5 separate regions of the Mus musculus genome follow, and all the other regions are linked to region 4. Evidence: chromatin contacts called from public ChIA-PET, HiChIP or PLAC-seq and promoter capture Hi-C data. All regions are on one chromosome and are shown on one strand. The core of a region is the stretch at or near the end of the contact, and the rest is flanking DNA. Distances in the headings are between cores, read along the strand shown.

Region 1 (2,896 bases), core at 19-2,518, 580 kb before region 4:
TGTTTAAGATCTTGGACTGCTTTGATAAAAAACACTTTTGGAGAGAATAGGGTGGCACACGCCTTTAATCCCAGCACTTGGGAGGTAGAGGCAGGAGGATTTCTGAGAGTTCGAGGCCAGCCTGGCCTACAAAGTGAGTTCCAGGACAGCCAGGGCTACACGGAGAAACCCTGTCTCGAGAAACCAAAAACCAAACCAAACCAAACCAAACCAAAACAAAAAAACCCAAAGAAAATAGGAGAAGATAAAAATCGAAAATATTTCAAATTCTGGGTCTTCATGGTCAAATGGTACATTTTTGAAAGACTGCATGTGAACACGTTAAACTTTGAGGGGGGGGGAAATGAAAAGAAAGGAAAGAAAGAAAACAAAGGGAAAGGAAGAAAAAAGAAGGGGGTGGGGAGCGGACAGAGGAAAGGCAAAAGCGGACTTGTTTTTTTTTTTTTTTTTTTTTTCTTTTTTCTTCTGTGCAAAAGTACTTTTGCAAAAAGTTAGCCAATACCAGACCTCTCCGGGGAGCCTCTTCCCGCCTGGCTCAGGTCGGTTCCTGGAGACACGGTCGCTTCACTGCGGGAAATTGGGCTGCCTTGTAGCAGCGCCCTATTAAGGATTAAAGAACATTTCTTTCAACTGAAATAAGACTTCTAAATTTCCAAAAGCTCTGGACCTAAAAACAACTGACAGACCGCGGCAAGGAACAAAACAGCAACTTTACCAGGAGTGGGGTTCGAACCCACGCAGACATATGTCCATTGGATCTTAAGTCCAACGCCTTAACCACTCGGCCATCCTGGTGCAGGCGTGCTCTCTTCTCTTTGCTGTTCCTACAAAGCTCACAATACCGTCCTCATTTTCCCCAGTTACTCGAGGATGCTTCTGCGCAGGCTGCGCGGCGCTTTCCCGACCCGGCTACAGAGACTCGGAGACTGCCGCCGGGGTTTCGCGCCGCCGCCGCCGCCGCCGCTCACTGTCGCCCCGAGATCTCGGCGGCAGCGAAGGAACTGCAGGAGCAGAGAGCGGGACAGAGCTCTGGGCCGGCGGGCGCCGGCTCTCCTTGCTCACTGTAGGTGCGCGGGCGCGACAAACAAACTCCACAGCTAACTTCTGGGCTCCGGAGCGGAGGTGGGAGGGGTCCCTCGGGCGGTGTAGGCACGGGTCCGCAGGGCAACCATCAGTGTGTTTCTTCTAAATCGAATAGGTTCCCGGGGCCCGGCACCTGTGCGCGCGCGGCTTTCCTTCCTCGCCAGTGTTACCACATGCCGGAAGGAGGTTCCGGAGAAAGAGGAGGTTCCGGAGAAAGCTGTGTGGTCAGGGCAGTGTGGCCCAATCCCCCACCCCCTCCCTGGTTGTGTAGACACTGTCCCCTTTGCTCTGCTTCAAATGCAGGGTCAAGACCTCCTGGATTCCTGCCACCCCTACAGCTCCCCTAGAGGGCAAACTCTTGTTTTAACTTGTCTCCTGTTTTAGCTCCCCTTTTGTTGTTGGGACAAAACACCCACAACAAAAAGCAATTTAGGGTACAGCGGTTTATTTGCATTACTTCGGCTGTTCCTCAAAACCTTGGCTCTACCCCAGGGTTCAGGCTAGGTGTTTCTGCAGCTGCAGGCAGGGAGCTGGTGGCTGAGCCTTGCTCTGGCTGTCCCACCTTGTCCCTCTCCCCTAACCCACCCCCATGTTTGGTTTATACAGGTCTGGTGGCTTCAGTCTTTGACTGTAAACCTAGGATGCACTGTTTCACAAAGTGCCCCACTGTTTCAGACCTCCCAGTGGCTCCCTCAAACATTTTCTCAGTTTCACTGTAATGATCCAACTGCTCTACCATCTCTCACAGCTCTGTGACCCCCAGGGAACACCCAGCTTTTGGTTCTCTTGAGTCCTGGTTAAGTCTGACCGGACTCCTTACGAAGGAACTCTACTCTAGCATCCAGACAGCTCCTGTCTATCTCCCAATGGCGGGAACTCCACTGACCTTTGCCTGACCATGTTCCTCAATAGTACCTTTAGGGCATCCAGGGTAAGCACTCAGAGAAGTACACCAGAGAGCCTAGGTCCTCAGGCCTTGTTCTCTGTGCGGACACTGTGCTAGAGTCTGGAGGCAGCCTGTGGAATGTAACATGGGGTCAGTAACATGGGGTGATTACCTCACCAGGTGATCAGAGAGAGGCCTGAAGCTGCACGCAATGGGTGTTAAATGCAAATGAGAACATGAGAACATGTGCACTCTATAACCCAAGCATTGCTCTAAGCTCCCTACACACAGTTTTGTCTAGCTTGATTTTTTTTTTTTTTTTTTTTTGAGATAGGGTCTCACTATGTAGCTCTGGCTGTCCTGGAACTCTCTATATAGACCAGGCTGTCCTTAAACTCACAGAGACCTGTCTGTCTCTGCCTCCTAAATGTCAGGGTTAAAGGCTTAGAGTGAGTACCACTCTTCAGGGGCTCGGTTAATTTTCTTAATAACTGTAATGTAGGCGTTCCTATCCTCATTTTGAATGAGGCCATAGAGATCTCTTGCAGACTTGCTCAACTAAAGGAAGCCCCCTGCCTGCACTGCTGCTGTTGCCCGGGGCTGCAGAACTTCTCCACCAACCCAGCTTTGCACCGGAGGGTTCTTCTCAGAAATATTCTTTCTGGTGCTCTAGACGATTGCATTTCCGTTTTCTGGCCTCAGTTCAGGGATGGGTCTGGAACACAAGTTAGTTTTTAATCAGAGTTGCAAGTAATCCTTGGGTTCCTTGGGAAGAGATGTCAGTCAGTCATCGATGGAGCATATCATATTGTGATAAGGAGTACCGTAACAGTCATTCACACCCCATATAGTGTTCTGTGATATGAGGAGCTCATGGAGCTACCTGCAGTTATTTAGCCAACAGCCTTCAACCATCAGGTGCTGCTA
Region 2 (2,700 bases), core at 181-2,680, 830 kb after region 4:
AGTAGGGACCATGGGTACGTGGTGAAGAGCAGTTTTCTCTGATGGCTGTCGTGATGGAAAAGAAACAGCACAAATGCAACACAGGCAAGTATTTATGGGGATTTTGGCAGGGAAGCAGACAAGATAGCTTAGAGGAGTTATATCTGCCCACCTGTAGTGCTACAACGCTTGTTATAAATCTAAAAGGTCTCTGAATCTTTTATTTAGACAATAGCAGGTTAAGGATAACTGCCGCTGTAACAATTTCTAGCATTAATTAATATATACAGACTATTAGTAATCATTTTACAGTTATTCTCTCTAGGATAATATTGAAAATCGGTTTCTCCTGGATCATTAAATCTGAGCTGACACTACATTGACTGCTTTATATACTGTGTATCTTATAGTATTTGGTTCTTTATGAGTTAGGGCAAATCATGCATCTGCTTGTCACAAGGATTTTCTTTTCAGTGGCTTCCCATAGAAACGAACAACTCTTGGTGGGTGGCTCTTGAACCACATGTGAGAGAAATGCAAAAACTACTGCTTCGAATACAACTTCCTGTCTCCTGAGGATATAACAGAGAGAGAGAGAGAGAGAGAGAGAGAGAGAGAGAGAGAGAGAGAGAGAGAGAGAGAGTGTAGTCCAGATGTCACTACCACCACCACCAGACACAACTATGCCTTCACTGTCACTTTCACTGAGCATATCTGTGAGCATGGTGTAGCAGCCATCTGAATACTCTACTGCTGGGACTTGCATGTTGTGATGAACTATCACCCAGGCTTGTGAGCCAAATAAAGCATTTCTTCCTTAACACTGCTTTGTCAGAATAAGTTGTCATAGCAACAGGAAAAGAAACTAAGACAGAAATCGGTTCCAAGAAGTAGGGCCATTGCTATTCTAAACTGGACTACAGGTCCAAAGGACAAAGAAGTTTTTTTGGGAACTGCTTTGTGGGAGGAATGTTTGTGGGAGGAGTTTGGAACTTGAGGCTAGAAGTTCTGAACCTTCTAAGAGTGTTTGAATGATGGAAGCAGAGATTAGTGGGCCATTTTACGTGAAGCTTTCCCGACAGTGATGTTGAGAAGTACAGGAACAGTGGAGCTCGAGCACAGCAGGTTTCAGAGGGTCAGAAGGACCGTGTTCGGAACTGGGAAAAGGACCATTCAGTGTGCTATTTGAGCAATAATCCAGATTCATTATTCCAGTGCACTGAGAATTTAAATGAAATTGGATGTAAGGTTCAAGGGCTAACTTGTTTAATAAGAGAAAGGTGTTGGGGAAAGTTGAAGTTTCAGACACGTGGAGTGCAGTCAACAAGGCATCTTACCTGTCAAAGCGATTGGTGCCATTAAAGAGAAACCTCCCATTCTGCACTAAGACAACAGGAAAGAAAGCCTAGCACACAGAGGCTGTTTCAGATCTAATCTAAGGCACACAGGCAGGCTACACCTTGAGTTGGCAGCAGAACGTGACGATGACATCTACATAGTACTGGTTTTGAAGGCAGAGCTATAATGTTGAGGTCTTCATGGATGGCAGATGTGAGCCAGTCAAGTACTGTGTAACAGGATTTGACTCTCTTCAGTGAGGTCCTGAAAAGACCGTCTGTGACGCTGTGAAAGTGAAGCCCAAACTTCAGTGGAGACCCCAGGATACTGGAGATGCCAGGACCTTATAGGACCTTAGAACATCCACTAAGGAGGGCTACAGGTATAGAGTGGAGCTGGCCTAAGCCTAAGAGAGCACCATGTGCTATGGATAGCAGAGTTGGAGGAGTGGGCTACACAGGTCTTTTGGAGACTGCTTGGCTATGTCATAAGCCTCAGATTCTAAACATGAAGCTGAAGGATTTGGTGTTTGCCCTGGTAGATTTTCGTTCTGTTTCATTTTATAGTTTCTTGTTATGCTTTGATTTTACAACAGTGCTTCTTGCTCTCTGCCATTATTTTCTAGAGACATGCAACTCAGTTTTCATTCTGCACAAGCTCACATATATATGTATATAGACATATATGTATATATGTATACATATGTATGTATGTATGTATGCATTAAGATGGTGATGAGCTTATGGGAACAAAGGTTGCAGGGTATGGGTTAAAAGTGATATGTTTGCATGGCAAGTTGACTGTGGTGAAGTTAGGCTGGTTGGCACTGACTGTAATTCCACATCGACAAGTCAAGCTTTTGGGCGTACTTATTAGGGAGACTCTTAGTTGATCTGGGAAGAACCAGCTTAATTATGAGCAGGGCCATTCACTGGGTTGGAGAGTCTGCACTATATAAAATGGAGAGGGTAGCTTGATTTCTAGCATTCATGCTGTTAATTCATTCCTTCTATTATTGATAGTAAGTGACTATGACCAGGTCTCTGAAGCTCCTTGCCACCATGTCTTCCTCGCCATTGTGGGCTATAAGTTGGAATTTCGAGCCACATTAACTCTATTTTTAGATGCTCTTTATCATATTTTATCATAGCAACCAAAAAATAAACGAAGACTGAAGGTTTGCATGTGGTCAGAGTCAGCAAGCTCAGAGATAATGCCAAGAGATAATGGATTCTAAGAGGTGACTGGCACCTTGCCCCAACTCCAACACATTGTGAAGTCAGGGACAGAATAGTCAAATCCATTACAAGCTTAATTGGAGCTTCGAGATTCTTTTTCAAATCACACAAACTGAGAAAATGACACTGTTTGGTGGCATTTGAA
Region 3 (2,700 bases), core at 35-2,534, 540 kb after region 4:
TCGCAATATTAGATCAAGGAGCTATAGGCAGAAATCTGTTCCTAATTGTGACTTTTTTCTTCCAGATTTAAAAAAAAAATAGATTGTGTACTTGACTAACTCCAAAGTTGTCAGTCAAAAGTGACTTTCCTGTCACAGATCATCCGGTGTTTGCTGAGCGGCTATTGCCGCATGCAACCTCTCAGAGCTCTTGGTCTGTGAGAAAGGCAGATGCAAAGGAACGCAGGATGAGGGATTCCAGAGACGTGGTGACCAGAATGTAGGCAGAGGAGGGGAGACACAGGTCATCGGAAGTCGGAGTGGGAGGCTGGAGGCCGGGCTGAGTGCTCAGGAAGTACTCACCCATTGCTTGCTGTTACCTAGGCTCAGCCTGGGGGGCTGCTGGCTTCAGTGATGCACACATTCTGTTGCACCCCTCCCCCACTCCCCCAGGAGGCAGACACAGATCATCCTTCTCATTCACGTGTGTGTGTGTGTGTGTGTGTGTGTGTGTGTGTGTGTGTGTGTATGTGTGTATGTGTGTGTGTGTGTGAGAGAGAGAGAGAGACAGACAGACAGACAGACAGACAGACAGGGATGCACAAATGCAGCTATGTGCTTCCGTGCACACACACGCCCCCTGTAAGTTTGTGGAGGGTCTGGGAGGAATTGACTTTAGAACAGGGTCTTGACTGAGGTGGTGGGGGTCAAGCAGAGCAGCCATGCTGTTTTGTACCTTAAACATGTCCTTAAACGTCCCTGGAAAAAGAAAGCAGCCTTTTCCAGTGAGGGAGAAGGACGCCTCTCCATGGTTATAAGTAGATGCTAGGTTGGCATTTCATACTTGCTTTTTTTTTTTAAAAATAGATTCGTAACTATTTTTTTAACCAGACTCTTAACTGTGGGATTTGCTTAGCAAACCTGAGTTGCAATTCCACTTGTAAGTGGTCTTCTCCCCCAAACTGCCATTTCTGGTGTCAGCTACAAGGACCTAGCACAGAGCTTGCAGCACCTCCCTAGCTCAGGCCCAGCTCCAAGGTCAGCTTTCTGAGTTGAGGCTGCGGGGAAGTTCATGCCGAATCCCCAAGTCCTGTCTCAGCCAAGGTGAGGCCTTGGCTAGGAATGGACAAACCCCACCTGACACACACAGACACACACACACACACACACACACACACACACACTACCCATGGTTAGGTGTTTACAGCATCTAATCTTCAGCAATTAAAGAGAAGAAGTGTGGGTGGGGTAAAAAATAGCAATACCCACATTGTGAAGTCTTTGAGAAAAACAGGAAACTAGTCTTTTTTAACCAGTGATGCCCAGAACTGGTTATTGCAAAGAGCTTGTTTTCCTAATGTGATGTGGTCAGCCCAGCTGTGGCAGAAGTTGAATTCTGCTCATTATGACGGGCGTCTGTGGATTCATTTAGCTGACAAACCTATAGACAGGCGAGCATAATTATCAGTGGTAACCTGGTCATTATGGCCGGATGGTGTTTGGGGAAACAATGTGCCCCAGTCCTGAAAGCCGGTGAGAACATATGAAATAAGAACATTTGACCGACCCAGAGTTATTTCCAGGAGTTGTAAACGAACCAGGCCTGTTTGTTGTAAAGGAGCTGATAGAGTTTCTGTCTTCATTATTTTATTTTATTTTATTTTAATTTTTAAGTTGACAGGCAGCACTGGGTGTTAGTATATATCATTTTGTGACTTGCTCATCAGCCCAAGCTTCATGTACAATGTTTTAAACTTCTCGTTGTTGGCACCCAGTGTCTGGTTTCAGTTAAATCAGTTGAGAATTAAAAGTGGGGTCAGAAATGACTTTCATCCTCCTCAAGGTCACATGGATTCCCTTGCCTTGGTGGGCAGTGCAGAAAGGAACGACCTTGGGGAACACGATTTAGGCAATTGTCAGCTAGACTTTTGGCCTTGAGGAAAGTGTAGGCTGCTTCAGAACCAAAGCAAAAGGAGAAATCCCCATGGTCTCCACTGCAGTCTTTCACTGGGTTAGTGTCAGACAGGCGGAGGAGGCTTCCCCTCTACTTCCTGCTGTGGGTTCTGGGTCACTGGGGAGCCCATCTCCACCAGCCCTCTCTGCAGACTGTTTCTCAGTGGCGGTGTCATCTCAGGGATGAAGGGGGGCTAGACTTTTTCAACTGCTTATTGTTTTGTTTTGGGTTTTTTTTTTTTTTTTTTTTTTTTTTTGGTTGCCAAGCCAAGCTTTGGGTCTGTGTAGTGGAGGCTTTACGCTTGCCTGTTTGTATCAGACTTTACAGTTGTCTCTTTAATAAGTAAGCTACTCGCCCTTCTCTTTTGTGAAGCCTGTTTTCAGTGCATGATCCAGGCAGCATGCCTGGGATTAGCAGTGCCCCCTCTCCAGCTGACTGCCCAGGCAGTTCCAAAAAAGGCAATCGTCCCTGCTATTGATTTCTGTGGAGCATCAGTCATGTTGGAGTTATTTACCACGAGAGAGGAGTAAGCGTCTTGCATCTGTCTCTTAGGTTTAACACAAGGGCACTGTACAGCAAGCCTGTCTCCATTCTGATCTAAGGAGATATTTTTTCCTCTCCTTGGAGGCAGCTTGGCCAGGGCAGTTAAGTGGATCTGGGGAGTATGAAGGTCTTGGTTTTTTAACCCCTTGCTGCTTCTTAGTGAAAAGGGAGGACAGTGGATGGATGCTGTCTGCCACTTAGCCCTTCCCAGGATGTGGTAAAGT
Region 4 (2,700 bases), core at 169-2,668:
CTCTGCTGCCCTGAAAAGCATGGCACCCAGGAAGAGATTGTAAGTGTTCTTAAGGAACTCACAGTCTAAGGCGATTGGGATCTCTAGCCAGCCAACTCTGAAACCACCTGTGGACTCCTGTGTTAGTGGTTAGGATACGGTGTCCTATGGAGGCACTTGGGAGGAAGTGGGATGTTATTGGGGGAGGGGTGGTTATGGCACAGAGCATCCTGGAGGAGGTGGCATTTGAAATGTACCACAAAAGGATAAGGGTTTTGCCAAAGCGGAAGCAGTAGAGATTCCGGCTTTAGGCCAATGGCATTTAAATAACTTTAGGATACAGTTCCTGAAGATGTAACTTTGATGATTATTCTAAGTGACTGGCTCCTTTTCTTTAAGTCTACCTGAAGGTTCCTCTCTCTCTGTCTCTCTGTCTCTCTCTGTCTCTCTGTCTCTCTCTGTCTCTCTGTCTCTGTCTCCGTCTCTCTCTCTCTCTCTCTCTCTCTCTCTCTCTCTCTCTCTCTCACACACACACACACACAGCTCTAGGACATTTATTACTGAACTACGGCTCCCAGATCGTACTTTCATTCCCTCCCTCCTTTCCTCCCTCCAACCCTCCTTCCTCTCCTTTTTTTCCTTCCTGATTTTTGAGACAGCGTCTCATGTAGCTCTCTATGTAGTCGAAGATGACCTTGAACTCTGATTCTCCTGTTTCTGTTTCCACACTGCTGTGTTGACCACTACTCTGGTTTTATTGCATTCTAGGCAAGCACTCAGCCACCCCAGCAGGTTCCCAAACCCTCCTTCTATACAAACTTCTTAAACATTCATTCAACTAAGATTGCCTTATTTCCTAACGCAGTTTCTCAGAAAAGTTTGTTCCACCAACAACCAAAGTCAGAAATAACAAGAGCCTGAGTAGAAATGTAAAATCTTGGACCCGAACCCAGATTGGCTGAACCCAAACTTTGGGATTTCATCGGCTACAAATTCGAGGATGGCAGAGGCAGACCCAAAGGCTGAGAGCCATGGGAGCTTCCTCAAAAGCCCTGAGCAGCCCACGAAGTTCCTGTCTCAGGCTCCAGTCCCACGGTAGGGCAGACAGCTCTGACACATAAAGCCACCAGGGCCTGGTGGTCGAGGTGACCTCTTGAGAGTTTTCTGTTAGGAGTCCTTGGGGAGGGAGGTCGTGGGTCAAAGACCATCCTTTAGGTTTTTGTCTCACAGCAGACAAACCGGGCGTCTTGGCTAAGTAGATCAGATCTGACTGGGAAACAGAGCCAAGGGCTGTTAAAAATGAGGAGGGTGGGCAAAAACTGACTTCCTTGGTTGTGCACCTGAGTAATGCAACCTTCTTGGGGTCCTTAAGTAACCAGAGCTCATTAAAACTCCTGGCCACTCCCTACTCCAGATCACAGTAGTCATCTGACCAAACCGGTCTGGGTCAGGTGACAGGAGCAGGGTACACTTAGCAGAAGCCGGAAGGCCAGCGCTAGGCAGCTTCTGCGGCTGACAGAGAAGGTTCCCGGCTTCCCTGGTGACTGGCGGTTCCCCCGAGGATCCCAGGCTGGCGCGCATGCGCCTGGGGTTCCTGATGCTTCTGCCGCTGCTGCTGCTGCCGCTCCTGAGGCCTTGGGGGGTCACGAGAGCCCTTAGCTATGACCCCACTTGGGAATCTCTGGACAGACGCCCGCTGCCAGCCTGGTTCGACCAGGCCAAGTTCGGCATCTTTATCCACTGGGGAGTGTTCTCCGTGCCCAGCTTTGGTAGTGAATGGTTCTGGTAAGTGCATACCTTTGCCCAAAGGGCTCGGGCACGGACGCGGGCGCGCGCGCGCGCGGGCGCACACACACACACACACACACACACACACACACACTCACACTGGGCTTTATGTCACCCCAGACAGTGGCAGTCTCTGTCTCTCTCTGTCTCTGTCTGTCTCTGTCTCTGTCTGTCTCTGTCTCTGTCTGTCTCTCTCTCTCTGTCTCTCTCTCTCTGTCTCTCTGTCTCTCTCTCTCTCTCTCTCTCTCTCTCTCTCTCTCACACACACACACACACACACACACACACACACACAAACTCACACCGGAGTTCTTAGGCACTCTGCAGGTGGGCCTCCCTATAGCAGTGGCAATGCCTGCGTGATTGAGGGAGTACCAGTCCCAGAATTTGAAGAATTTTCAAAAGGGCTGGTGAAATTTCTCACTGGTTAAGGGCCCATACTGCTTGTGATTTGTATATGCTCGGCCCAGGGAGTGGCACTATTAGAAAGTGTGGCCGTGTTAGAATAGGTGTGTCACTGTGGGTGTGGGATTTAAGACCCTCATCCTAGCTACCTGGAAGCCAGTATTCTGCTAGCAGCCTTCAGATGAAGATGTAGAGCTCTCAGCTCCTCCTGTACCATGCAATGCTTTCTACCTTGATGATAATGAACAGAACCTCTGAACCTGTAAGCCAGCCCCAATTAAATGTTGTCCTTATAAGAGCTGCCCTGGTCATGATGTCTGTTCACAGCAGTAAGACTCTTAACTAAGACACTGCTCTTGTAGAGGACCTTAGTCTGACTCCTCACACCCGCCCTGGGAGGCTCACAACCATCTGGTCATTCTGGTTCCGGGGGGGGGGGTTCGTGCTCCCAAAGCCCCCCCCTCACATGCACACGCCTACACACACGCACACATGTAATTAAAAAGAAAATCAGAAAATTTACAATAA
Region 5 (2,700 bases), core at 173-2,672, 710 kb after region 4:
GGGTTGAGGCTTACTAGTGATGTGTTTGTTTGTCAAGTTGACAAGGGATCAATTATACTGGCTGGTTTTATGCGTCAACTTGACACAGCTGGAGTTATCACAGAGAAAGGAGCTTCAGTTGGGGAAGTGCCTACATGAGATCCAACTGTGGGGTATTTTCTCAATTAGTGATCAAGGGGGAAAGGTCCCTTGTGGGTGGGACCATCTTTGGGCTGGTACTCTTGGTTCTATAAGAGAGCAGGCTGAGCAAGCCAGGGGAAGCAAGCCAGTAAAGAACATCCCTCCATGGCCTCTGCATCAGCTCCTGCTTCCTGACCTGCTTGAGTTCCAGTCCTGACTTCCTTTGGTGATGAACAGCAGTATGGAAGTGTAAGCTGAATAAACCCTTTCCTCCCCAACTTGCTTCTTGGTCATGATGTTTTGTCCAGGAATAGAAACCCTGACTAAGACACCCTCCTTTGGTCTCTCACTTTCACGAGGATCCTGTTATTTACTAAGCTGACCTAGGGAGCAGTAGGGACCTTCTCAACACTGTGTTTACAAGTGTGTGCTATACCCTGCTTTTTTTTCCCTGGATTCTGGGGATGCAACTCAGATCCTCACGCCTGAGGAGCAGGACTTTGCTGACCAAGCAATCTCCCCAGCCCCTCAATGAACTTTCCTTTCTGACTCTGTTTAAAGTGGATAAACAGTATGGTTAATGTTGAATCCACTTACCACCTTGCTTTAAGATTCCTTGCTCATGCACCTCATTATATATGCTTATATCCAAAAAGGCTTGATCTTGGCTGAATGTGGGCACACTTCCCAAAGCCTCCTGATGCTTTCGGGTAAGTGGGCTGTCAATCAGAAGCTCTGGCTGAGGATGCAAATGCCTGCCCTTTCCAGCTTCATGGCTCTTTGGGTGGTGTCCTTAGGAAGCGCTCTCAGCTGGATGAGAAGCGAGTTAGACTCTGTCATACTCCACCTCATAGAACCCACTCTCCAGCTCTGCTATTTTTGCTTCTCCTCTTACACTGCTGTTTGCTCTTTAAAATAAGTGTCTGCTCATTATTCCTTCAAGCCCCACTTGACAATATCCAAAGGGACCAATTCAGCTACCAAACATGCACTACAAACATAAACAAGCGAGAGGCCGAATGAATGTTTCATTTTTCAACCTATTTTGACATGTTGGAGATGCATATTGATCTTTCCTTGCTTTCTCCGATCTTCAGCAACTACCCGGATGGAAGGAAGACAAAGAAACAGTTTTTTTTTTTTTTTTCTTTTAGTCCTCAGACTAATTGCTCTCCCTCAGTTTTTGCTTCATTGTATCATACATCTGCGGCTTCTGGGACAGATTGCAAGCTCCCAGAAGGGAGGGGGAGTAGTTTGTTATGAAACAGGAAGTGAGAGTCGGAGTAGCATGTGTCAAGCAAGGCCTGTGGTTTCTATTTAAGTGACAGAATCAGCTCTGGAGATGAAGTAGAGAGAGGAGACAGTCTTTCCTAAGTGCAAAGTCACGGCTTTTCTGAATTATATGACTGATACATTTTTGTGGAACAACATTTTTTTTTAAATTACTTCCAAACTTCATTTGAAGCTCACATTGCCAAGAAAGCCAGACTACCCTTCCCTCATAACTCCATGACATCACCCAGTTAAATCACTTTTCAGGGAACATCTCTGTTTTGCTCCTGCTATTAAGTATTATCTAATGTTCTTCCCCGAATCCACTGGAAAATTAGACTCTTTTTGTTAAGGTTTAAGTTGTAATGTTATTACTGATGTGTAGCCATGGATGGCCTGTTTTGAGAAAAAAATTAATTTTAATTTTAGCAGTAGCGTGTTATGGCTTGTGTGTGTGTGTGTGTGTGTGTGTGTGTGTGTGTGTGTGCAAAGAAGACTTTTTTTTTCTGTCTGGCAGTGAGTCACAGTTTTAGTACTTTGAAAGGCTTGCCACAGGCTTCTTTCTCACGTGTGAGCATCACTTTGAAATAACAGTGAGCCGAGCCGGCTGATGCAATTTTGAAGTTAGCTCCTCTGCAGAGAGCACAGGGAGAAGAAACAGGGAAGGCATTTGGCTAGAGGTCTCGGACAAGGTGAGAGTCCGCTGCAGCCTCCCTGTCAACCTGGATGACACAAAGACAGTGTTTGTTCCTGATCCCAGTCAGGAGAGAGACCCTCAGCAGGGGCCATAGCAGACAGCCAACTTTTTCTATGTTACAGTGTTAAAAATATACTTTGATGTCATTCTTGGAGCTTTCAAATACAGAGGAATCGCTGAACATTTGTGCACTTCTCAAAGCAAGTTATGGATAAATTAATAACAATTTTCAGGTTAAAATATAGGACAAAGTGCTATATTTTATTTTCATCTAAACAGAGACTGAGTTCTTCTTGTCTGTTACTGAATACTTTACCCAGATGCAGGGAAGATGACTTCGGCTCATCAAAAATATATGACTCGTTGAATTATCAAAATGCAGTACTTATTGAGTCTCTACTATTTAATAAGTGCTCTCTTAAAATGATATACTGAAACACTATTTAAAATTCTCTACATTCATTTACTCACATGCTTGTCCCTTCACTGTGGAATAAACAACATTACTCCATGGACTTAGGAGATGGGCTAGAGAGATGGCTCAGTGGTTAAAGGCACTGACTGCTCTTCTAGAGGTCTTGAGTTCAATTCCCGGCAACCACATGGTGGCT

The links. ChIA-PET counts read pairs in DNA pulled down with a chosen protein or histone mark. HiChIP or PLAC-seq counts read pairs in DNA pulled down with a chosen protein or histone mark. Capture Hi-C pulls out chosen DNA fragments and counts their contacts.
Region 1: a contact with region 4 is called in a promoter capture Hi-C map of adipose tissue, with 2.2 times the contacts expected there. The contact joins the promoter of B230208H11Rik here to the promoter of Fuca2 in region 4. A contact is called at or near these places in 5 of 39 promoter capture datasets (hematopoietic stem and progenitor cells, hippocampal neurons, liver and 1 more), 1 of 115 datasets of contacts at active chromatin or transcription factors (bone marrow-derived macrophages) and 1 of 9 other capture datasets (adipose tissue).
Region 2: an RNA polymerase II ChIA-PET map of memory CD8 T cells shows a contact between it and region 4, with 5 times the contacts expected there. The contact joins the enhancer-like site here to the promoter of Fuca2 in region 4. A contact is called at or near these places in 5 of 39 promoter capture datasets (the 3T3-L1 cell line, cranial neural crest, hippocampal neurons and 2 more), 2 of 115 datasets of contacts at active chromatin or transcription factors (large pre-B cells and memory CD8 T cells) and 2 of 9 other capture datasets (adipose tissue and liver).
Region 3: a contact with region 4 is called in an RNA polymerase II ChIA-PET map of memory CD8 T cells, with 17 read pairs. The contact joins the enhancer-like site here to the promoter of Fuca2 in region 4. A contact is called at or near these places in 3 of 115 datasets of contacts at active chromatin or transcription factors (large pre-B cells, memory CD8 T cells and microglia).
Region 5: an H3K27ac HiChIP or PLAC-seq map of T-cell acute lymphoblastic leukemia shows a contact between it and region 4, with 3 times the contacts expected there. The contact joins the enhancer-like site here to the promoter of Fuca2 in region 4. A contact is called at or near these places in 8 of 39 promoter capture datasets (the 3T3-L1 cell line, the C10 cell line, frontonasal cranial neural crest and 4 more), 2 of 15 datasets of contacts at CTCF or cohesin (the NIH/3T3 cell line and pro-B cells), 1 of 484 Hi-C or Micro-C datasets (bone marrow-derived macrophages), 7 of 115 datasets of contacts at active chromatin or transcription factors (T-cell acute lymphoblastic leukemia, astrocytes, bone marrow-derived macrophages and 3 more) and 2 of 9 other capture datasets (adipose tissue and liver).

The regions. Positions count from the first base shown.
Region 1 is chr10:12,921,859-12,924,754 of GRCm38.p6, forward strand. B230208H11Rik (RIKEN cDNA B230208H11 gene) reads right to left here and starts at 1,269. Exons shown (of 3, transcript NR_038028.1): 1 at 716-1,269. n-TLtaa3 (a tRNA gene) reads right to left here and starts at 795; the gene lies at 713-795.
Region 2 is chr10:14,328,426-14,331,125 of GRCm38.p6, forward strand. No RefSeq gene overlaps it. Among named protein-coding and RNA genes, the nearest start is that of Gm40603, 7.3 kb to the left of the region's middle. Within about 2 kb of position 1,431, at least 18 of the 459 cell types and tissues checked have an H3K27ac peak or open chromatin away from gene starts, as enhancers often do. A contact at or near this core is called in memory CD8 T cells, where this site is marked.
Region 3 is chr10:14,043,932-14,046,631 of GRCm38.p6, forward strand. All of the region lies in intron 1 of Hivep2 (human immunodeficiency virus type I enhancer binding protein 2), which reads left to right. Among named protein-coding and RNA genes, the nearest start is that of Hivep2, 79 kb to the left of the region's middle. Within about 2 kb of position 1,285, at least 130 of the 459 cell types and tissues checked have an H3K27ac peak or open chromatin away from gene starts, as enhancers often do. A contact at or near this core is called in memory CD8 T cells and microglia, where this site is marked.
Region 4 is chr10:13,499,610-13,502,309 of GRCm38.p6, forward strand. It overlaps Fuca2 (fucosidase, alpha-L- 2, plasma), which reads left to right and starts at 1,419. Exons shown (of 7, transcript NM_025799.5): 1 at 1,419-1,764. The coding sequence starts at 1,559.
Region 5 is chr10:14,206,424-14,209,123 of GRCm38.p6, forward strand. No RefSeq gene overlaps it. Among named protein-coding and RNA genes, the nearest start is that of Gm51759, 80 kb to the left of the region's middle. Within about 2 kb of position 1,423, at least 130 of the 459 cell types and tissues checked have an H3K27ac peak or open chromatin away from gene starts, as enhancers often do. A contact at or near this core is called in T-cell acute lymphoblastic leukemia, adipose tissue, bone marrow-derived macrophages and 2 more, where this site is marked.